2 separate regions of the Mus musculus genome follow, and region 1 is linked to region 2. The links are chromatin contacts, called in public promoter capture Hi-C maps. All regions are on one chromosome and are shown on one strand. The core of a region is the stretch at or near the end of the contact, and the rest is flanking DNA. Distances in the headings are between cores, read along the strand shown. Region 1 holds the start of Ntm (neurotrimin). Region 2 holds the start of Igsf9b (immunoglobulin superfamily, member 9B).

Region 1 (7,499 bases), core at 4,631-7,130, 2.1 Mb after region 2:
GAGGGGGCAAGGAAGGAAGCCCAGGCAGGCTTCCTTCGTGGCATTGCTATTCGGAAGGAGGGAACCCATAAGCAGGGATCAATAGTCCCACTATGAGACAACTGCTGCCAGGGGACTCTAAAAATAGATGCTGGGAAGGGGATGTTTTTCTGCCCTCCTCCTCATCTTAAGTAGGCTACTTTCTCTAAGGTACATCTGGCACAGCATCAGGAACATTTCCCCCAAAGATTGGAAGACTGGGTAGTAAAGTGGCCTGCCAGAGAGGAAGGCACAGATCTCAAATAAGGAACAAACTCCCAGCACAGCCCATCTGTGTGCAGCTCAGGGAGACCTCAGCTCAACAGATGGCATGTATTTGGAACCAGCACACAAGTAACTCCTCAGGAACTACCCTACATCACATGTGACCAGGGCAACTGTGATGGTAGACCGAGGACACCCCAGGTCAAGGGACACAAGGTAAAGAGAGACAGGGGAGTGGGGAGGGGAGTGATCTCAGACACACACTTCTTCAATCATTCGTACAGGTACTGTGTTGATCACTTGCTGTAGCAAAGACACTGGTGAATGCCAATATGCTAAATAAGCCAGAGGGTTTACCTAACCCCAAGAAACTCACTGTACTAGAGAAGAAGGTAACCAAACAAAAGAATGGAATGACTTCAGACAGAGATGAGTGCTCAGGAGAAAGCTGCCACTCTGGTAAGCCAATGTGAAAACACTAAGGCGCTGGGGGGGCGGGGGTTGACATTTGAATTGGGGCAAAATCAGAAATAACTGTGGATAGCATTATTCTTAGTAGTAAGGACAACCAAAGTAAAGCCCTTGGGCAAAGCCATATGCTAAACACTGGGATAAACACCCAAGGAAGACATAGTTCTGCCTTCCAGGACCCTCAGAGTATCTCAGGAACTATCAGAGACCCATAAAGAACCCAGTTTTCTACATCTGGAAGGGGAATCTCTAGATCTACCACAATCTTCTGTGGTACTTTATGGTGTTGCAATATAAAAACTCAGCCTTAATCTTGTACATTAAGTCAGACTTTCTATCTTTAACTCATCCACGAAAAAACATGATGGTTGAGCCACTACAACTCTAGACACAAGACAGGGAGCAGAGACAGTCTCTGGCTTGCTCCCATACCCAGGAAATAGTTCACTTTTGTAGTAGCTGTTTTATTAGTGGAAGGTTCCTCACTGGGCAGAGCCATTGAGTGGCATTCTGATGTTTCCTCAAGGTTTGTACTTGAGCTTGACTAGCCCAGTAGCCATCTTGGGTTCTGAGCTACTTAGTACCATCTCTACTTGTTCTCAGTCCTAACCACTGAGAGCCTCCCTCCACCAGGGGGCACTGTGCTCAGAGCCTCCCCTGTTGCCATCCTAGCCCCATGTATTAATCTGGATTATCTTGTTCACAGGCTGGCCCTGGTGAGTGCACCCAGGACTCCTTCCACACTTCATCTCTTGGCTTTGCACCTTTCCTGAGAGAACCACACAATAAATCTTTATTGTTTGATCACTGTTAACATACAAAAGAAAGTCAGAGAAATCCGGGAAGGCGTGAAGAGTGTTTTGTTTTGTTTTTAACTCATCTGTTTAGTGAGGGAGCTCATGACGTTAAAAGGTGTGATCTTTGCTCTCCCATAATACACTCAGGCCACTCAGAAAGACAGTTACACAACACTACAAAGAAGAAAATGATGGCAGACATTAATCCCCACTGGGGAAGTAGGAAGACACGGTGTTTATTGGGCCCTGATAAGTCTTGGGAAATCTCAATGTACATGGTCTAGTTCTGTTGCTTGCTACTGCTGGGAGTTCAGATAAATGATGCTCTTTGAGTCTCAACTCTCTCATCCATAAAATGGGAGATAATTAAATGAATTTCAGAGAGTAGGGAAGATTAACTGTAATAGTTCATAGTACTATAGAGGCTGGTCAATAAGTGATAATACTACTCAACTTACTAACATCATCATTAGTTAACCTCCTGCTAGACCCAGTTCAAAAATTCCTAGCTATTCCACCTTCATCAAATAATTTTTTTTTCCTGCGAGAGGAGAGGTTAGACTAGGGATCCATCAGGAATTCCGAACAAAGCAAGCACGTTAACAGTAAAGCCATCTCCTCATTTAACAGTAAAATTCTCCAAGAGAGGCTAATTCTTCATGCCAATGCCTCCGTTTTCTCATCTGTAAAATGTGATAATAGTAGCAACTTCATAATGATTATTATTAGAATTCACTTATAATGTTAGGAGGTTGAATGACAGATAGGATATTATATAAAGCACTTTAGTATTCCCTAATACAAGGCGACTTCTCAACAACACTGGGATATTTAGTTTAAAATTCTGTGTCATGTGATCTCACCAAGATGGAAAGTTTAGAAAGGCCTGCAACTCTGTACAGATTGCCAGTGCGGTTGTTTCCTAGTATCTCCAGAAAGATCACTAGAGATAATTAGATAAACTTTTAAAGTTTCTACAAAGTAGAATTTGTTGCTGAGACATTTATTCTCTTTAAGGACTACAAAAGACCTCCAGGATAATACTGATGAGAACAAAGCCAAATAAAAAGTAACCAGCGCAGAAAGCCCTCTGCTGGTCATGAGGGGAACTGCAGTCTTGCTGCAGGGTGGCCTTCCATGTGAGCAGAGGACTTCAGCCCCTATTTCTTGATCAGAAAGAAGACCCTGGATCATCTCATCCCTCAGTTTTAGGGTTCCATCCACTGAGACGTCCACCCTCCTGAAAGTCGCAAAGATATTCGGTCTTTTGGCCTGACACAGCATAGCTTAGATGGTGACCATCCTGATGTATATATAGGGAAGCAGCCTCACCCATATCCTCATAGTGTTGTTTGTGTTCAAACAAGACCACTGTGTGAACTGTCTGCGAAACTGTAAACAAACGCTGGTGTCTGAAAGAGACTACGGCAAGAGCAAAGCAGTCAATACATAATAATGCCCTGTTAGAAACAAGTCCAGGGCCCTGGCACCTGCTGGATACAGTCACTCTCAAAAGGCCATATCCTCCTGAACTATGGGACTACTGCTGTCCTGGGGTGACATTTTGGTCACTCCAATCCCCTTGCTTCCCTTAGAATGTGAGAGTCACTGTGGAGGTCTATTGATAGCTTCAGATCTCTAGGTCACTGACCAACTTCTTTTCTCTTTTGTCACTGTTCTGTGTGTGGATAGGTGTCTATGTGTATCTAAAACAATCCACCATAGATAGTGTCTCTATTTTGTCCCTGGAGGTCTGCTCCCTGTAGCCAAGGATTAGGGTCAGAGGGGGCATCTACAGAACACTAAATTTTCTTGACTATATTGTTTAGAGGTTTGTCTTTGTTTTGAAGAAGTCTGGAACCGATGCATATTTAAAACCAGATAGTTCATCTTAATCTAAAGTAGTCCCTACAAAGTTCATTCATGTGACAATAAGTAACCAGGAGTTCCTTGGAGTCATAAGAGTTAGGTCCTCAAAGACAAAGGATTTGGGGATGTTTGCAGCCCCTTGTGTGGTTTCTTTAAATCACGTGTATTTTTTGAAAATGTCCTCACAACTCAACTCTGTAATATCAGCACTCACTCCCCAAGATCGTCTGTCCTGTGGGTACCCTGTGCACAGTCCACAGGTACTCCAAGCTCATCACTGATGGAACCAGGACATTTGGCACCAAGGCCAAGGTTCATTTCCCAAGAATCTCCACGTTAGAGGATGAAAATAGTTTCCTGTTGCCTGCAGTCAGTACCATTGGCCAGTTTTTAAAACTTTATTAAAAAGGACACACTAAGTCAAGGAGAGGTACGGAGAGTTGCTTGCTCCCTTAAAAATTCCAGAGATGAGAATTTCCCATTACAATCATCCGGCGTGTAGCCCTCCTGTGAGTGGTGTGGTTTTATCAACTGGAAATGGAGTCAGTGCTTCAGTAGCAATATCGCGAGGGAGACAGTCTTGCCCCACTTAGCACAAAATGTAGCTAAGATTCTTCTCCTCCTCCTCCCCAGAGCTTGCAACCCTCAACCCCAGAACCGACCCAACACAACACTAAAGCTTAGGGTTTGCTGAGTGCCAAGTTTTGTACATGCTGCTTTGGTGAGCATGCATAACAATCAGAGCACGGTCCACTCGTGTAGAAGGCATTCTCCACAGACAAATCACAGTCCATGGTACCAGTGTCCAAAAGCCACATTCAGACAGGAAATCACATCTGCCTCTGCCCACCGTATCATGGAACAGACAACCCAGGAAAAAAACGTTAGTAAAATCCAGGCTCAGGAAAAGAGGTTTTTTTTTTTTGCAGAGTCCAGACCCTGTGGCAACTCTCAATGGCACGGGTAGTGCGAGGGCATCCACACCAAGCCAGATCCCTGCTTTGGGACTCATTAACTTCAGCAGGGAGATCATCCATGCTGAGTCTCAGCCAAGCCCCAGGTCACCATAGCTGTCAGGCTCGGGAAAAGGCAGTAGCAGGACCATTGGCTTCAAAATAAGACAGCTATCCCTCACCTTTAACAAACCCTTGGGTCAAAGGAGCCAGGTTTGGAAAGCACAGCTCTCCCCTAGCATTACCCTGAGGTTGCCACATTCCTTGGTAGAGCAGTTAGCTCATCCAGGAATTGTGCAGCGCAGCAAGCTAGGGATCTCTCCACTAGCCCTGGCTTGCTCCAGAGCACACACCCGCACCCCTGCCCCTTTGCCCCAGCCGAAACAAATCATCATTTAGTAGAGTGGCAGTTCCCTACCTGAGGGTGGCGCTCTCCCCCTGCCTGACCGTCACGTTGTCCATAGCTTTGGGAAAGGTGGCATCTCCGCTACGCACCGGCACTCCTGTGGGTACAAGGAATAGCAGCCTGAGAGACACGACCACGAGGCACTTCCAGGGCAGGAACAGGTACCCACAGACCCCCATTCTCGACAGCCACAACTTCCCAGAACTCCGGTAGTGGCACGCACACGCCCCCCGGGCGAGCACAGGAAGTGGGTGGGGTGGGGAGTGAGCGCGGGGACCCAGCGATGAACTAGCGGCGACCGCGCGATGCACTGGGAGGAGAAAAGCGCGCAGACTCCTCCAAGTCTAATATTCCTCCCCTAAATCCAGCCTCAGCTCGCAGCCTCCGAGAACCAGTTTCCACACACATCCGAGGCGGACTTTCTCCGTGCTGCCTGTAGCCAGGAAGGTGGCCAGGAAGGAGAAGCGCAAGGCAGGCAAGCAGGCGCACAGGTGCGGGTCTCAGAAGCTGCCTCTTCCCCGTAGCAGTTCAGGCATGGCACTTTGGACAGGAGTAAGCACTTTGGTATCCAACGGGGTTGTGGCTGGGTTGAATCCAGCTACCCAGATGTGGTCTACGATTCCTCAGTCGAACGAGAGGAAATCCAGCACTTTCTTAAGTTTCAGAGCAAGGCTCGGCGCCAGAAACAATCTGGAACAATAGCAGATGGAAAGTAGAGCACGCAAGAGGCGGCACGGAGGGAGCAAGGAGGCGCCTGCTAAGCCGGCTTCCTGCAATCCGGACTCGGGAATCCTGCCGCAGAGCCACGGTCAACTTGCTCAGAGCCCAGATTCGCGCTGCAGCTTGGGCTGTCTCTGCAGCGCAGCAGCAAGGTTGGAGCGGCGCGGCAGGGGCGGACCGCAGCGGTCCCTAGCCCGCTCTCTGGCTCGCTGCAGAAGACGAAGCGCAGTCGGCACCACCGGAGCCGCGGACGCCACGCTCAGCGGCCGCCCCCGGCCTCCGCGCTGCCTTCCTCCCGGGAGCAGCCCCGACGCGCGCGGGCCCCGACCGCCGGGGTTGTCATGGCAGCAGCTCCATCCCTGACCGCCACTTTCTCTCCTTGCCGACTCCAAGCGATCCGGCTGGCGGGAGGCACGGACTGTGCGCTCATCCTGGCGGGTGCGGGGCGCGGGCGCCCACCTTAACCCCCGCCGCGCCGGGCCAGGGCAGGGCGGTGTACCACCTCTGGCCACCGTTTTAACCATTTCCGGATTTGAAGAGCTAGCTCTTCGCAATTAAGAAGACAAAGTTACTGTGAGGTCTTAATAACCCTAGACATCTTAATAAGGGTCACAAACTAACTAGGAAGAGAAGAGCCTGCAGCATGCATATGTGCACCTTTAAAATGGTCAAATTAATTCTATCAGCATTGAGAGTACATTTACAACGTTAGGAAGATGCTTTAAATAATCTCATTTTTATTCAATGTTACACCACCCTTTGCACTACACCCACCCTCTTAAAACCCCGCAGACTCAACACAGCCATTCTAAGAGATAGTCCACGTAAAATATAAATGTGGAAATTCCAGAAGGACCTTGGTTGATGGAGTGAGCAAAATCCCTTTAAAATGTTGGTCAAGTTCAACACAGCCTTTTTTCAATTCCCCAACCTCACCCCAGACACTGAGAATGCTAACTGGGTAAAAGGTACACAGGCATGGGCCAGTGTAAGCCACAGCCTTGTTTATAAAGAAGATTCTCTGGGTTCTGGGTTCACACTCTGGCGTACCTGATTTCATCTCCAAGAGGCGTGGCTTTCTTTAAATCTTTGAAGCCCAAAGAAAGACTGGATATGCCTGAGCTTCTGTGACTTCTCTCTGTCTGCTGCTGGTTCCTCTGTGCCTACATCATGTTTCTCCCTTCACACTAACTCTGATGGACCATGCCTGGTCCCTGTACAGGGAACAGGGTAGATCCGTTAGAACAGTGTGGGTAACGCCAATAGGCTCCCTTCCCTGGAATTTCCAGTCCTGAGCTCCCAATACTGTCCTGAATTGTTACTGGGAAAGGAATGGGGGTACACTGGTTCTGTTTATTTCCCTAGACTTTCTCTTGCATTCAGTTGGGGCACTATTTTTTTTAAAAAGTCTATGAAATAAAAGTGGGTGGGGGGGAGTGCTTCCCCAAAGCCATCCAACACCAGATACGAAGAAAACATTACTACAGAACCATTATTAACCTCAGAGGTGCTGGTACCAATGAACATTGACGCTATGGAGTCACACCAGCCGTTTCCATGTAGATAGTATGTAAGGATCCACACGTGCACCTGTCCCACAATCTCCCCCTCACACTACTACAGTGGAGGGGTGGGTAGAGGTCAGCTGTGGAATGTGTTAACCAAACTCAAAAATGGCAAAAGAAGATGAGTAAGCTAGCTTTTCTAGCTTTGTAGTTGCCCAGACACTTCTGGGCTGTGAAGTATTGAGCAGCTTTACACTGGAGGTAGCAGAGTACTTGACATCAATTCATTACCAATTCCCTATTGTCTCCTCTAGTGACTTCTTCTGATATTAAAGTCTCAGGGAACTCATTCACTATTTTGACCATACCTTTTGACGTATGGTGCCCCAAAATGCTGACTGTTGACTTATGACAGCAACAAATGGCTTTTTTTCCAAAGCCTATTTTGTCTCATTCTCCAGTGGGAAAATATGAAAATGTGAAATTAAACTGTTTGGTTCTGTCAAGAGTTTCATGAGCAGGGGCAGAAAGTGTG
Region 2 (7,317 bases), core at 1,457-3,956:
CCATTTTTTTTGTTTGTTTGTTTTTGTTGATTTGTTTTGTTTGTTTGTTTTGTTATCATGAAATATTCAAGGAGGTAGACTCATGAAGAAAAGAAAGATTTACTTAGCACACAATTCTGCATGCTCACGGCTGTGGTACCTGCTCTGGTTTATTTCTGTTCAAAGCCCCAAGACAGATGGAAGATGGCAATAGCTTTAGCATGTGCTGGCAAGCGGCTGGATTTCAAGCCAGGTAGCAGGTAGAGAGGAGGAGGGGCCAGCCTTTCTCCCTTCTTAACAGCACCCCACCCTCCGCTTTGTTTTCTCTTCTCTTTTATGAGAGTAGGGTCTCTTGTAGCTCAGGGTGACCTTCAGTTTTGTGTGTAGCTGAGGATGATCTTGTACTTCTGACCTTCCAAATGCTGGGACAATTACCTAGGCCACCAAGTCCAGCTCTGCTCATGACAGCCTTCTTATGAGAACTACCAGGGAGATCCCAGGAGAATTACCTAGCAGTGGCATGGCTTCCAGTGACTTAAGGACTTCTCAGTAGAACTCATGTTTTTTTTTTTTTGTTTGTTTGTTTGTTTGTTTGTGTGTGTGTGTGTGTGTTTAAAATGTATATGAACACAGTGTTGCTGACACACCAGAAGAAGGCATTTGATCCAATTATGGATGGTTGTGAGCCACTATGTGGTTGTTGGGAATTGAACTCATGACCTCTGGAAGAGCAGCCAGTGCTCTTAACCCTGCCCCCCCCCCCATCTCTCCAGCCCCAAACTCACGTCTTTATATTAAACTATATCTATATGTGTTTGTGTGTGTGTATGTGTGTGTGCACATGAGTGCAGTGCCTGTAAAGGGGTGTTAGATCCTTTAAAGCTGTAGTTACAGATCATGGACAATTACCTTAGGATGTTGAAAACCAAACTCTGCAAGAGTTGTGCACGTTCTTAATTGCCAAGTGTCTCTCCAGCTCCTAGGACTTACCTCTTGAAGGTTCCATTCTTCCAATACTGCCACCTTGGGGATCAAGTTTCCAACAACATGAACGTTTCTGAGGTCAAAATTAAATCATAGCCTAGCCTCATCACCCATTCTGCAAGTGGATCCCAATAAGTCTTGATAGACTTAGGACCCAGAGGAAGTATGTATGGACGTATATAGATGTGTGCAAACCTGTTTATGGGGAGACTTGCATATGTGTGTGTTGGAGGTAGAATTGGTGCATGTTGCCTGAGAATTGATGCGTCAAGGAGATCTAGAGCGTGCAGCTTCACCAAAGCCCCAGGAAAGAAATGTCAGCCCAGAAAGGACCTAAAGCAGTGGCCCATGGGAATATATCAACAGAGTGATAACTCATGAGTGTGTTCGCATGAGCAGGGCGAGTTTGCAAGCAGGAGGTATTCAGAAGTCCAGTTCTCCAGATGCTATTCAGATGATAAAAGTTCATTAGTGTGTGTGCTTCTCTGCTTAGGAGCCTCAGCTTTTCATCTCCTGGATGGCAACGAGAGTGGAGTTCTCCAAAAAGAATGACCCTCCATCACTCAAGGCCACTCTATGTGAGATACACGAGTCCATGCGCACACATTGGCTTTTCCAGCAGTAAGCTGTTGGTCTATGGGAAACTTCATGCTCTGTGCTTATTGAGAGATTGCCTTCATTGCCCCTCCATTTCTTCCCTGGCCAACAGCCCCTCCTAGGGAGCTGTGCCTCTCAGCACTGTGTCAGAAGCTTGAAAGAATAAACATCTCCACGGCAGCCTCAGAACACTGTGAGATGGTTGTAGAGGCTTTCATGATGCTCATTTATTCCTTGTGTAAACACAATTGTATTGGGGGAGGAGATGAAGAGATGCTGGAGTAGGGAGCCTGGGATATAGGAAGCTCTTCCAGCGTCTTTATTTATTATCTTCTGCAGAAATGAGGAGGACCTTTCCCTTTTCCTTGGTTCTCTACCTCACCCCCTGATCGCTCACAAACGCCACCTTGACTTTATGCTGCTGATATGGGGCTGGGCTCTCAGTAAGGTAGGAGAGGAAGCAGCATTTGTGTGCAGGAGAGGCAGCATTTATTGGGGGGGGGGGGTTAATGGCTTTAGTAATCATGAGCAACGATGACCAGCAATGGGGGTGGCAGTACGTGTGCACATGTGTTCCAGAGGGGTCTGTGACTCGCCGCAGCTGAGCCAATGACTCATTCCAAATTTAGCGACTTTTAGAGGTCATTTTAGTCATCCTCCTGGCTTTGGGCTGGATGGAGCCTAACTTAATATAACGTTTGGTGGAGGTAGTGTTCTGAGAGAGTGAGCAAAGAGTGGGGGTGGGGGGGGGAGGTATCACGTGGTCTCTTTGAACCGTTCTCCAGAAAAGGACGTTCCCTAGTTTCCCCAGGATGCTTGGGTTTCCCTATCCCCGTATCAGCGTGGTCCTCCCGGGAACTGCTTTTTTTTTTTTTTTTTTCTTGATAGAAACCGGATGTTGGATTCTCAAGGTGGGCGGGGGCTCCATCCCCTCGGATAACCTGTCAAGGGTTATTGAGATTCTTAGGGTCCCACTAGCCAGTACGAGAAGCTACCATCTATTTAATCAGAAACTTGCCATGCAGTCTGAGCTGAGAACAGAATAGAGCAAAGACGTTACAACGCCTTTTCCCAGGCAATGCGCATGATTCTGCGGCTCTGTGCTCGCTACACTTCAACGCACCTTGAAATGGGCTCGCCTTCTTCGCGCAGCGACGGACTAAGAGTTTAGCCAATCAGTGCCTAGACTCGTGAGCACTGTCCAATAAACAGCCGCCAGGGGCGGACCACCAGGACAGGCCCGGCTAGGCTTCACCGTGGACCTGGCTGCGCTCTGCCTCGGTTGGCAGTGCAGGTGCCGCTGCGCCGGGGCCCGGGAGGCTGCGCGCGCCGAGACGAGCGGAGCCAGGAAGGGATGGAGAGCGGGCCGCCCGGGCTACAGGAGCACCGGCAAGGGGCGTAGGCGGGCGAGAAGCGGGCACTGAGGCACGAGAAGTGTGCAGACGCAGGAGCACTTTGCGATAGGATGAGGCTCTTGGCTGGCGCGCGGTAGTACTATGATTTGGTATGTGGCCACTTTGATAGCAAGTGTGATCAGCACCCGAGGTCTTGTGGCTCAAGGTGAGTTGAAGTGCAGCATCCCTCCTCCAACCCTCTTGGCGTTCTTAGACCTTTGCTCCAGGCTCTGGCTCCCGAACCCCGGGGGCGAGGCTCCGGCTCCGGCCAGGCGCACCTCCGAGCACTGGCCCGGGCAAAGGCTGGGGAACTGCGGGTGGGAGGAACTCGGCGGGAAGGTGCGGGAGCCCTTGGGCTGCGAACGCCTTGGAATCAAAGTGGACTTAGTCTACCTTAGGCCCCTTGGTTCACAACCACACGTCGAATCTGAGCTTTGGGGAACCCCTAGTGCTCTAACTCTGGCTGCTGGGGACTTTGATGGTCTTTAGGCAGGATTCCGCGCGTCCCAGCCCTGCACAGCACCGCTGGATGGAGGAGCCCTTGAAGGGAGGCGCGATTAAGAGGTTGGGAGTCCCCGCAGCCGCCTCGAAGGGATCGGGTTCTCCGCCCCGCGCCCTTCCTTTCCACACATCTTGGCCGCGGAGGTCGGATCCCCTTGGCAGGTGACAAGCAGAATTGACCTAGAGGCTCCGAGCAGCATCTGCTCTTCTTGGTTCTGTCGGCCGCCCGCGCCCACCTTGACTGCATCTGGGCCCCGGCCAGGCAAAAGTTCCCGGGGAGGCGCCGTCGCCGCGCTTCAGGCTGCCCGGCCCAGCGGCCTCGGGGCGAGGGCCGCGAGGGAGGGGTCTGCCCAGCTGCGTCTCAGAGTCGAGTGGGATTTTTTATTTCTGCCTTCTCGGGTTTGAGCCCAAGAAAAAGCTAGGGAGAAGCCAAGGCGCGGGGTGCATACTTGAGCGCGAGGGCTTTCGCTTTGGAGATGGCAGAGCTCTGGGTGGCACCCGGCTCTCGGCCCTTGTATGGAAGTCAGAGCCGAGCCTGGAAGCTGCCAGGACTCTGAGCTCACGGTTTCTGCGCGCGGAACCGACCCGACTGCGGGCAAGTTCGCAAAGCAGGGAGATGGCGGCGGGAGAGGAACGGTCTGTGGGTGGAAGGCGACAGGGTGACGAGATTCTGCGGACTAGGGAGCCTTTTTGAAGGGCTCTGCTGGAGGCGCGGGCTTCCCCGGCTTCTTTTGCACCTTGCCTCGGGGCGTGTGGGGGGGAGTGGTTTGAGAAAGTTTCCGGATTGGAATGTATCTCCTCTGCTACTTGAGAGGGGGTTCTGAAACGAGAGAGTGGGGCGAAGGGAAGGACAGCTTTCCAACAAGCACTATGATGGTCGGGATGGTTATAAAGGTTTCCATTTGTCAGGTGGGAAAACCGAGACAGAGTGACCTCAGAAGAAGCTTATGGAAAAAAGGTGGATCTTGCTGTGCTTCTCCCTTCCCCCTTCCCATGCAGTCTTTCAGTGACTTCCTCCTCCTCCTCCCCTCTGGGTTTTGGTATATTCTGCTGTGGGGCTGTCCCTGAAAGCACAAAAGGCTGTGCTAGCATCCGAATTGAAGAGACACCTAAGGAGGGCTCTTCAACTAGCCTCCCAACTTTAGCAAGGGACAGATTTTTTTTTTGTTTTGTTTTAATTTAAACACAGACTACAGGAAATTGGGTTTATATTGCCGAGATTCACAGAATGGCTAGATTGAAGAAGGAACTTCCCAGTGTTGAAGGTTGTTGGTTGTGAAGGTTATTGGTCCTTCTGTCTGGAACTCCTACTCTTCTGTCTGGGAGCAAGGGTGACCTGATTGGTCTTGGATTCTTTTTAGTCTGAAATGGCTCAATGAGGCACTTACAGACATAGGCTTACTGATAAATGGACAAGATTCAAATCCTGGCCGTCCCACTTGCTGACCCCGTGACCTTGGACACATTTCTCAGCTTTTCTAAATGTCACTTACCTCAGTGGAAAGTGGGTTAGCTGTAGGAGTTTGTAGAGGCTTGGAGTGTGTGAACAGTTCTGTGACGAAGTGGCTGGGTGCCTGTTGTGAAATATGTGCTCACCAGACATCAGTGTTAGCATTTCAGGATCTATGGGATGGGATTCCTATTGGGTTATGCAGGGAGCGGAGAGTTAAGAGTGTGTTGGGGGACATTCAGAAGATTGCCTCCGAGGAAGCTAGACCCCTTCCTGGGCTGACCTTGCCTGGTGGAACCTCTCTTTCCTGCATCCCAGGGAAGTGTGGGTGGGGCATGCAGAATTGCTTGGAAGTCCTTTACAAGGTCTGCAAAGCTGAAGTATTGCTGGCTGCCAGATGCTACAGCCTAGAGCGGGGGAAGGGCACCTGCTCGCCTGTGAGGCCAGGGTTGCCAGTGCTGATGAGAGAGGCCTTATGGGATCCAGATGTTCTGAGAGGGGCAGAGGTGACTTTGGAGAAATCCTTCAACCTCAGGGACTGTGTGCAAAGCAGGAGTCGCTCTAGGTGAAAAGAATCAGGCCCATCAAACTGTCAGCTTGCAAGTCTGGGACAGAGGTGGGCATGGGCTCTTCCTTTTGACTCTGGTCAGGCATCTTGGAAGTAACTGAGCTCTGTGATCCAGTTGGGAGGGTAAAGAAAAGAGAAAGGTGGAGGCAGGTGGATCTCTGTTGTACAGAGAGAGTTTCAGGACATGGAGAAACCCTGTCTCAGGGAGGGAGGGAGGGAGGGAGGGGGACAGGAGAGGAGAGGAGAGGAGAGGAGAGGAGAGGAGAGGAGGAAGGCTATTGATGTAGTAGTCTCTGCATCACAGACATCTGCCCAGCAATCTGGGGGAGTTTCCACACTATGTGGAAATCCTGCGCGAGGTATAATTGACATTCAACCTCCTGTAAGGGAGGGAAGTCTGTTCTTCATTCCCAGTGTTACCTCCACCGAGTCTGCTGGTGGACTCCCTGGCTCCTGTGTGCCCAGGCCAATGAAAATCTGATTCAGATTCTGCTTGTGCTTGGAGCAGTGCCCTCTGTCCTCTCTGGCTTTGTCCACCCAGCCTTCCTTTGTGGATGGAGATGAGAAGGAGTATGTTTAAAGCCCAGGACAGCCTCTCAGCTGGGAAGAACTTGGTGCCGGGTGGTGAGTGCTGGTATGAGTGTGTCTCAGGACATTTACACGGAGGCGGGGGTGTGTCTGGTAGGAGGCCCCCCTGCAAGAAGCTGGAATAGGTATGTGTGGGAGGAGGCATGATGCTGCTGAGTACTGGAAAGAGTCAGCTGGAAGCAGTAGGCCGATAGCCCAGCATGCAGCAGTCCCTGGAGTTGTCAGGTCCCTGGTTCAGGTGGTTTCAAGTTTATATCTGAGACGGAGAGTTGGGGTCTGGTTTCTCAAGGAGTAAAGGTTGCTCAGTTAGAGAGCTTGTATCCGTCCCTTCTTTGCTGTGCCTGGCACTTTCCAGGGTCTAGGCTCCCTCTCTGTCCTCAGAGTTGGCCAGCCTGTTCGGTTTGCTTTTTTTTTCTCCATTCTGTTGGGTGCTCATTAGGTTTCCCTGCAGCCCTCCTGTTTGCACTGAAAATGCGGGGGTGGGAGGTGAGGCCGGAGTTAGGATAGCATCAGGAACAGTGAGATTTAACTGATTCCTGTCTCCACGAGAGCTGCTCCCTTCTGGAGGCTTCTCAGCTGCTCTCCCCACCCCCACCCTGGAGTGACATGACCCCCCCCCCCCTTCCCTCTGCTTCCAGGGATGGGTTGAACAATTTGTGTGAAGAGTGGATCTTGATGAGCTGTGATTGGTAAGAACTTTTGGCTTCTTAGAAGAAGTGTGCATGTGTACATATACATACGCGCCCTAGGATGTGTTATGTATATTCCTATATGCATGAGTAAGTGTGCATATTTTTAAATGTGTGCACACACACATATATCCCCGTATGTATGTGTATGTGCCTCTGTAACCGGTGTTTCCACTTAGTTAGATGTGTAGCGTGCCCTTGCAAGCACTTGTGTGTTTATGTGCACTTGCGTGGAGCACATCAGGACAGGAGCATTTATGGACAAGTCTGAGGTAGGAGCCCCTCTTGAGTACTTGGGGATGCAGCGAGACTGCTCGGCAAGCTGCTTGCTTCCCTGTTCGTTGCTCTGCACCTGCGTCCCTGTTCTCGTAGCCCAGATGTTCTTAGAGTTGGAGGCTCCAGCCCAGAGCTGGGGCGAAGAACTGCCTGAGGTTCAATACCGAAAGCCTAAGTAACAGGGCAGAGGCTTGGCCCACGGGGAAGCCGACTGCCTCTCTTGCTAGGAGGCATTAGTTGCCATCAGTCTGGCACAGTCCAGGGTAGATAAAGAAAGCTCTGGGCATCTGG

Evidence for each region. Promoter capture Hi-C pulls out the DNA fragments that hold promoters and counts their contacts.
Region 1: a contact with region 2 is called in a promoter capture Hi-C map of cranial neural crest. The contact joins the promoter of Ntm here to the promoter of Igsf9b in region 2. A contact is called at or near these places in 2 of 39 promoter capture datasets (cranial neural crest and hippocampal neurons) and 1 of 9 other capture datasets (embryonic stem cells).

Annotation. Positions count from the first base shown.
Region 1 is chr9:29,406,805-29,414,303 of GRCm38.p6, forward strand. Ntm (neurotrimin) reads right to left here and starts at 5,881. Exons shown (of 7, transcript NM_001357602.1): 1 at 4,752-5,881. The coding sequence starts at 4,918.
Region 2 is chr9:27,296,398-27,303,714 of GRCm38.p6, forward strand. It overlaps Igsf9b (immunoglobulin superfamily, member 9B), which reads left to right and starts at 2,707. Exons shown (of 20, transcript NM_001326702.1): 1 at 2,707-3,120. The coding sequence starts at 3,057.